Linked DNA regions of Oryctolagus cuniculus: region 2 is linked to region 1. A link is a contact called in public Micro-C data. All regions are on one chromosome and are shown on one strand. The core of a region is the stretch at or near the end of the contact, and the rest is flanking DNA. Distances in the headings are between cores, read along the strand shown. Region 1 holds the start of RRAGA (Ras related GTP binding A). Region 2 holds the start of LOC100338112 (small ribosomal subunit protein eS4-like).

What was found. Hi-C and Micro-C count contacts between places; a contact is called where the count stands out from the background.
Region 2: a contact with region 1 is called in a Micro-C map of ear pinna, with 9 times the contacts expected there. The contact joins the promoter of LOC100338112 here to the promoter of RRAGA in region 1. A contact is called at or near these places in 3 of 6 Hi-C or Micro-C datasets (ear pinna, psoas muscle and an unstated tissue).

Annotation. Positions count from the first base shown.
Region 1 is chr1:182,018,458-182,022,376 of mOryCun1.1, forward strand. It overlaps RRAGA (Ras related GTP binding A), which reads left to right and starts at 1,853. Exons shown (of 1, transcript XM_008254386.4): 1 at 1,853-3,507. The coding sequence starts at 2,133. The coding sequence ends at 3,074.
Region 2 is chr1:182,317,154-182,321,034 of mOryCun1.1, forward strand. LOC100338112 (small ribosomal subunit protein eS4-like) reads left to right here and starts at 1,300. Exons shown (of 2, transcript XM_017341018.3): 1 at 1,300-1,415. RPS6 (ribosomal protein S6) reads right to left here and starts at 1,286. Exons shown (of 6, transcript XM_002708080.5): 1 at 1,147-1,286; 2 at 428-559. The coding sequence starts at 1,152.

The DNA.
Region 1 (3,919 bases), core at 603-3,102:
CACCTGGAATACTATTTAGCAATAAAAATAAAGAACTAACACATGCTTCAATATGGATGAATTCAAAAACTTATGCTAAAGAAAAGTCAAATACAATACATATATAATTCTGTAATTCCTTTTATATGAAATTTCTAGAGAAGGCAAAAATTTTGGAGAGAAAGTAGATCTGTGATTGCCTAAGAGTCAGGGTCAATGCGAAGTAAAATAATAAAAGACACATTAGGTGCTTTATTCAGTCAGCAGTTTTTTAGAGAATGTTTATCTCAGCCTGCAGGCAGATATGTGCGGTAAAGCAAGTTGGCCTTTCCTTACGGCAGTTCTGTAGCTGGTGAAGACATTCTTGTGGATGTTTTTCCTGGTTGTAATTAATTTTTAGATGTGTAGAAAACACACTGTTCCTTATAAGTATTGAGGATGCCTGCTTTCTTATGCAGTTGTGGAAAGAATGTAAAATGTTTTAATATATTCTTTGTTAATCTAAAAATCTTGAGTCATTTTCTTTATGTGGGAGACAGGGGGATCACATAAAACGTGCTTTTATCACTCAAGAGTAAGCAATGGAAATAACAAACACCATAAATTTCTAGATTGTAATGGTTCAGGCTTAATCATACAATATTCACCTTTTATACTAGTTAGAGTTGGTATGCATTTATAACTTTTTCAGAACCGTTCAAAGTGAAGTTGTTTGCACTTGTGAAGAGGTGAATGTGATTCAGGTCTGTTTTGAGGTGGATCATTAATTTTTCCTCTTCACAGTGAAAATTGGTCCTCAGTGGCTTCCAGATTCACACGTGGCCCCCACTGGTGCTAAGGAGAGCAGCAGCTGTAGGTGAGACCGAGGGTCAGTCAGGGTGAGGCAGAGAATTAACAGAAACAAAGTTGGACTTTGGGGAGTGGGTGAGTGCGTGTGTGTGTGTGTGTTCCATAACCTGGAACTTTTTAATAAGTAAAATCATTCGAATTCTCTTAGTACAAAAACTACTTATCATTCCTAATAGATTTTGCTTTAAATTACCTGATCAATATTACAAATCAGGGGCCAGCGCTGTGGCGCAGTTAACGCTCTGACCTGAAGCACCGGCATCCCATATGGGCCTCGGTTCAAGACCCAGCTGCTCCACTTCTGATCCAGCTCTCTGCTGTGGCCTGGGATAGCAGTAGAAGATGGCCCAAGTCCTTGGGCACCTGCACCCTTGTGGAAGACCTGGAAGAAGCTCCTGGCTCCTGGCTTCAGATCAGCACAGTAGCCGATTGGGGAGTGAACCAGCAGATGGAAGACCTCTCTCTCTCTCTCTCTGCCTCTCCTCTCTCTCTGTGTAACTCTGACTTTCAAATAAATAAATAAATCTTTTTTAAAGAAATTCTCAAGTCTGAAGTTATGAGAAAAACAGATGTGAGAAAGGAACTTCCCTAGGTGTGTAAAAAGCAGTCACCACCATCTACATGTGTAGCACTGAGCAATCACTTACTATCTCAAAGTCTCCTTCCTCATCTGTACAGTCTGGATTCATTAGGCCTTTGCTCCAATTCACCTGCCTGTTGCCCCTGTCCAAAATCCTTGCTCTCAAAGCAAATTTGTGGTGGTGGTGGTGTTGGAGTGTGGATTTTTCTTTTTTGCCACGAGAGGGCAGCATTCCCCAGACCAACTACCCAGTACCCCTGGCAACCGTAGACCCAGCTGTAATACAACAAAACACCAGAGTCCTTGCGTATATCTTCTACTTTATCTGGTTCCAGGAACCAAGCAGTTTCTCCATGCCCTACAGGGAACGACCGCCCAGCACCGCGCTGTTGCGACACCACGGCCGGAAGTGGGTGGGAGCGGGAGCGCGGGTTTCTCGCGATATCGCTGCCGGAAGTGGGTGGTGGCCCGGAGGCAGCGGCTGGCTTCTGTCGGAAGGCGAGCCTCCCGAGCGGTTGCAGCTGGCTGCCCCAGGCGCTCTCCTCTGAGGGAGCGCTAGCCCCGCCGAAGCCGTTCCAGCCCGAACTCGCGCCCTAGGCTTCCCCGGCTGCACGGCTGCGCCAGTGCCAAGCGAGGCCGAGCCCGCGGAACCTCCTCCAGCCCTCGCCCCGCGCTGCAGTGAGGCCGCGCCCTCAGGCCCAGTCCGCGGCGGTCCCGGCGGGTGATGCCAAATACAGCCATGAAGAAAAAGGTGCTGTTGATGGGGAAGAGCGGGTCGGGGAAGACCAGCATGAGGTCGATTATCTTTGCAAATTACATCGCTCGCGACACCCGGCGCCTGGGTGCCACCATTGATGTGGAGCACTCCCACGTCCGATTCCTGGGGAACCTGGTGCTGAACCTGTGGGACTGTGGCGGTCAGGACACCTTCATGGAGAATTACTTCACCAGCCAGCGAGACAACATCTTCCGGAACGTCGAGGTTTTGATTTACGTGTTTGACGTGGAGAGCCGCGAACTGGAAAAGGACATGCATTACTACCAGTCCTGTCTGGAGGCCATCCTCCAGAACTCTCCCGATGCCAAAATCTTCTGCCTGGTGCACAAAATGGATCTGGTTCAGGAGGATCAGCGTGACCTGATTTTTAAAGAGCGAGAGGAAGACCTGAGGCGTCTGTCTCGCCCCCTGGAGTGCGCCTGTTTCCGAACATCCATCTGGGATGAAACCCTCTACAAAGCCTGGTCCAGTATTGTCTATCAGCTCATCCCCAATGTTCAGCAGCTGGAGATGAACCTAAGGAATTTTGCCCAAATTATTGAGGCCGATGAAGTTCTGCTGTTCGAGAGGGCTACGTTCTTGGTTATTTCACACTACCAGTGCAAAGAGCAGCGTGACGTCCACCGGTTTGAGAAGATCAGCAACATCATTAAGCAGTTCAAGCTGAGCTGCAGTAAATTGGCCGCTTCTTTCCAGAGCATGGAAGTTAGGAATTCCAACTTCGCTGCTTTCATCGACATCTTCACATCAAACACGTATGTGATGGTGGTTATGTCAGATCCGTCCATACCTTCTGCAGCTACTCTCATCAACATTCGCAATGCCAGGAAACACTTTGAGAAGCTGGAAAGAGTGGATGGCCCCAAGCACAGCCTCCTCATGCGTTGAATATTGCCAAATGCTGTATGAAAGTGCTGAATTGCCTTTTTTTTTTTTTGCATCCTTTATTTTTAATATAATGTGTGCTTAAAAGTGGGCTTTGAAATGTGTGCTGCTTACTGTTTCCATCTTTCTTCCCTATTCCCCAGTCCTGAAACATTGGAAGCTATTTACTCAGCTATCCAGTAGAGCTTTAAGATGGCCCCTCTGAGAAGTTGGTATGGTGTAACACTAAAGTAGGTGGTTTGTGTGTATGTATTCTGATTACTTGGATATAATATAATAGGTAATGCACATCAAAGCCTTTACCAATATCTTCCTGTATTCCTTATCAGATTGCAAAGATGGAATGTTACTATTTTATCAGCAAGGTATTAAAATGCATTTATAAATTCTTCTTGGCTTCAGTTATGAATAAACATTTATTGTTAGCAATTTAAAATATGGTGTTAGTTGAAATAATTTCAAAGAGCTTAATATGTAAATCTAAAGATTCTGACTGCCCCCAGTTATTGTTTAGCTGGAAAATTTGATTTGATGAGCATAGCCCCCCATCACTTTGGCAATACTTGATGGCAGCTGCAGCAGATTAGTTAAGAGTATGGACTCTGGAGCCAGAGCACCTGAATTGAATTAGCATTCAGATCCTTTCACTTAGTCAGACTCAATAACACTATGCTTGTTTCTTCATTTGTAAACTTGGAATAATACCAGTAGGGTTGTTTAAAGGTTATTAAAACAACATGGAAAGTGTTTAGAATGTGCTAGGAGGTAAGTGTTTGCTATCATTACCACTTACAGAACCATTCCTCCCCCAGATGACTGAAGTCTGTCTAAATATTTGAGCCCTCAGT
Region 2 (3,881 bases), core at 50-2,549, 300 kb after region 1:
TGTAGGGAGTGAAATTTGTTTTAAGTCTAATTGGAGGTACTCAACAAGTAGCAGTATTTTCTCTAGCTGCTAAACTGCCAAGTTCAATTAGCAAATTCCTTTCCAGTTCACATTTCTAGACTGTTTTACTAGAAACGCCACTAAGAACAAAAACATAGCATTTAAAAAATACCCCCTAAGTACTATCAGGACAGCGGACTATTTGACGTTTGCTTCCGTGCATAATCCAGGGAATCAAGCCTATGTAACTTCAGCTTTATTTTGCAGTGTAACTTACTACACAACCTTTACAGGTGACAGCTCCCCTTTGCAAGGTGACATTCTGAAATGACCCACCTAAGTCAGACTACAGAACTCTGTAGTCTGAATTGTCAATATCATTCACGGTCTCTCACTAAAATAGCTGCAACAACCCGTTAATTTTTACCTTCCATTCTTCACCCAGAGCGTCGGCAGCAACTTCTGTGGCCATACGCTTCTCATAGAAAGTACGAAGTTTACGTTCATCGTCCACTTCGATGAGTTTCTGGCAGCCAGTGGCTGGGAAGGAGATATTCAGCTGCAGATTAAAAAGGAGGAAAAAGCTTAGCAAGTCGCCTATGTTAGATAATTTAGAGCCTCCCACAACAGTCATTCATTGCAAAACGCCCTTCAAGTCACCCTCAAACAATCGGCAGAAATGTGAAATGCCGGTTTCACTTTTTAAAGAATCACTAGTAAGCATAGTTAACACCCAGCAAGCACCACTCTAGGTAAGCCACGTTTTCTCTAGTCCCGCGGGGCAGCTCCGCGGCCGAGGGCGCTCCGCTGCCGTTCACCCGCTCCACCAGGAAATATGATCTAGGTGGCGAAGATCAAGAGCCGCACGAAAGGGCAGCCGCAAACTGGGAAAAACGCCTGCTTCAGCCCAGGCTGGGCGCGAGATCGCCACCATGGCGCTCCCAGCCCGGCGCGACTCCAGCCGCAATCAGTCGTCATCCGCTCGCCCAGTGAGCTCTCTTTCCACAAGTACAAGTTTTTCCCCTGCCTCAGACCCTTCTCCAACAAGGGACAGTATCTTGAAGAGCTGGGACCGCGACAAAGCAGAATTCTGGAGCTCGATGCAAGTACCTCAAAGCTAGTTCAACACCCACAACCCCGACCTACCTTCATTTTGAAGCAGCTGACCGCCTCGGAGGCGCCAGGGGAAAGAGGCCCGACTTCCGCTTAGCTTAGATCACATAGGCACTTTCCGTTCTCGCGAGATGAACAGACGGCTGGTGTGGCGGAAGTGAGTGTAAGTGGGCGGGACTTCCGGTGGGGGGGTTAGTTGGCGCTAGAGACGCGAACTCCGCGAGCGTTGAGTAAGAAGTTGTGGCGTTCGCAAAGGTTTGGTGAGGCGAGCCGACGTTTAGTTGTAAGAGATAATCCTTTCAGTAAGTAGTATTTTCTGCGCTGTCCTGTGCCTTTTAGCTGTTCCGTGGCCGCGCCCCAGCTGAGTCCCGGCCACTGCATCCGATAACCCAAGAGTAGAAGGACAGGACCGGACTATCACAAAATGACCACCTCAGTCGTCTGTCGCCCGTGCCAACAACCGCGGTTACGCCAAGTCCACGGAACCGTCATATGTCTTCTGAAGTCTCCCTGCTTTCTCTGTTGTCTCTACGATCTTTCAAAAACGGAAAGTAGTATCACTGCCCTACTGGAAATGCATCAAATATCAGTGAAATACTGTCCAAAACCTTTGCCAGGGCCTCAAACTGTAAACAGTTTCTAACTGGCCTTTTGACCGTCGTTAAAGCCATGGCGGTCTTTCATATTAAATGCAGCCTCGTAAGAGACACCTTTCCCAACCACACTACCCAAAACACACATACTAATTGGCTAATACAGTGCTGTTCTATGTGGTACTTAATCATGAAACGTAAATGTGTTATTTATGGTCTACCTTCTCTACTAGATGACAATTTTAGTATACCCGGACACACCCAGATGCTTGATGCATAGTGAGAAAGGACTAGTAAATATTTTTTAAAATGTTTATTTACTCGAAAGAGTGATAGAAAGTTTTCCATTCAATTCCCAAATGCCTGTAATAACCAAGTCTGGGCCAGCCTGAAGCCCAGACCAGAACTCCACTGGGGTCTCACCTGTGGGTGACAGGAGCCCAAGCATTTGAGCCATCATCTGCTGCCTCCAGGTTGCATTAGAGGGAATCTAGATCAGAAGTGAAGATGGGGACTAGATCCAATCACTGAGATGGGGTGCAGGCATTCCAAATGGTGGCTTAACTCACAAGACAACACTCATCCCTTAGTAAATCTTCAAATGACAGTGATGCAACTCTTAGTAGTACAGAAAGATGTGGGAGAGAGAAGGTGCATTTGATTATTCCTCTAGAACATTTCTGGGAGAAGCAGGTTGGGGACCCAGGTGATCTAACTCAAGCCCACAGTCTTGATGAGTACACTGAAGGAAGCAATATTTATTGTCTATTACGTATTTTCTCCATATTTTATTTTCAAGAAAAATGTAACTACATTATATAAACAAAATAATGTTTATTTTCCAAGACTTTTGCATACCATCTGCTTTACTACAAAGTTTTGAATTTAGACCTGCTTTGCGTTCAAAGTTGATTCTACTGAATCCTGTTTGATTAACTTACATTAATTCATAGAATGTTTGCTAAAATGATACTTTTTAAAGCCTTTTATGTAATTTTTGTTCTAAAATTGACTCAATGTAAAATTAATCATTTTAAAGTGAACAAGTCCGTGACACTTAATACATTCACAATTTTATGTAGCCACCATTGCAGTTATCTAGTTCCAAAGTATTTTCCTTACCCTGAAAGAAAACCCCATGCCCCTTAAGCATGGGGCTTATTTCCAGCAGCTACTTGCAGACACCAATCTGTGTTTATACCTATGGTTTTATCTATTCTATATATTTCATATAAATGGACTATTATGTGACCTTTTGTATGTGTCTTCTAATGTTTTGAGGTCCATCCATGTTGTAGCATGTATCGCTACTGCATTCCTTTTTATGGTTCAATAATTTTCCACTGTTTATGATTAGACCACAATTTGATGGACCTTTCAGCTTTTTCTACCTTTTGACTTTGGCAAATAGTGTAGCTATGTTTGAATTCATGTTTTCAGTGTATGTAGGTATATACCTAGGAGTGAAATGGCTGCATCATATACTAATTCTATGTTTAAATCCTGGAAAAATTGTGAAACTTTCACAGTGGATATAACCATTTTACATTCCCACCAACAACCCATGGGGGCTCCAGTTTCTCCACATCTTGGCCAACACACTTGTTCTTTTTCTTTATTTTTTTTCTAGCCATGCTAATGAATGTTGTATGGTAATACATTGTAGTTTTCATTTGCATATCCCTAATGACTAATGATATTAGCCACTTTTCATGTGTTTGACCAATTTGTGGATCATCTTTGGAGAATTGTCTATTCAAGCTTTTAGTCCTCACCCCATTTTGGGGCTCTAGTTATTGAAGTAGTGGGAGTGAATTAATGTGAGGCAAAGAGTAAAGTCTAAGACTGTGTCCCAGGTTTTTTTTTTTTTTCTTAAAAAAAAATGTATGGAGGGGGCAGTGCTATGGCTCAGTGAGTAAAAGCCCCAACCTGCAGTGCCAGCATCCAATATAGGCACCAGTTCAAGTCCCAGCTGTTCCACTTGTGATCCAGCTCCCTGCTAATTCACCTGGGAAAGCAGCAGAGGATAGCTCAAGTAATTGGGTCCTTACACCCATGTGGGAGACTCAGAAGAAGCTTCTGGCTTCAGTCTGGCTCAGTCCTAGCTGTTGCCATTTGGAAGTGAATCAGCAGGTAGACGATCCCTCTCCCCCCCCCTCCACCTTCTCCCTCTTT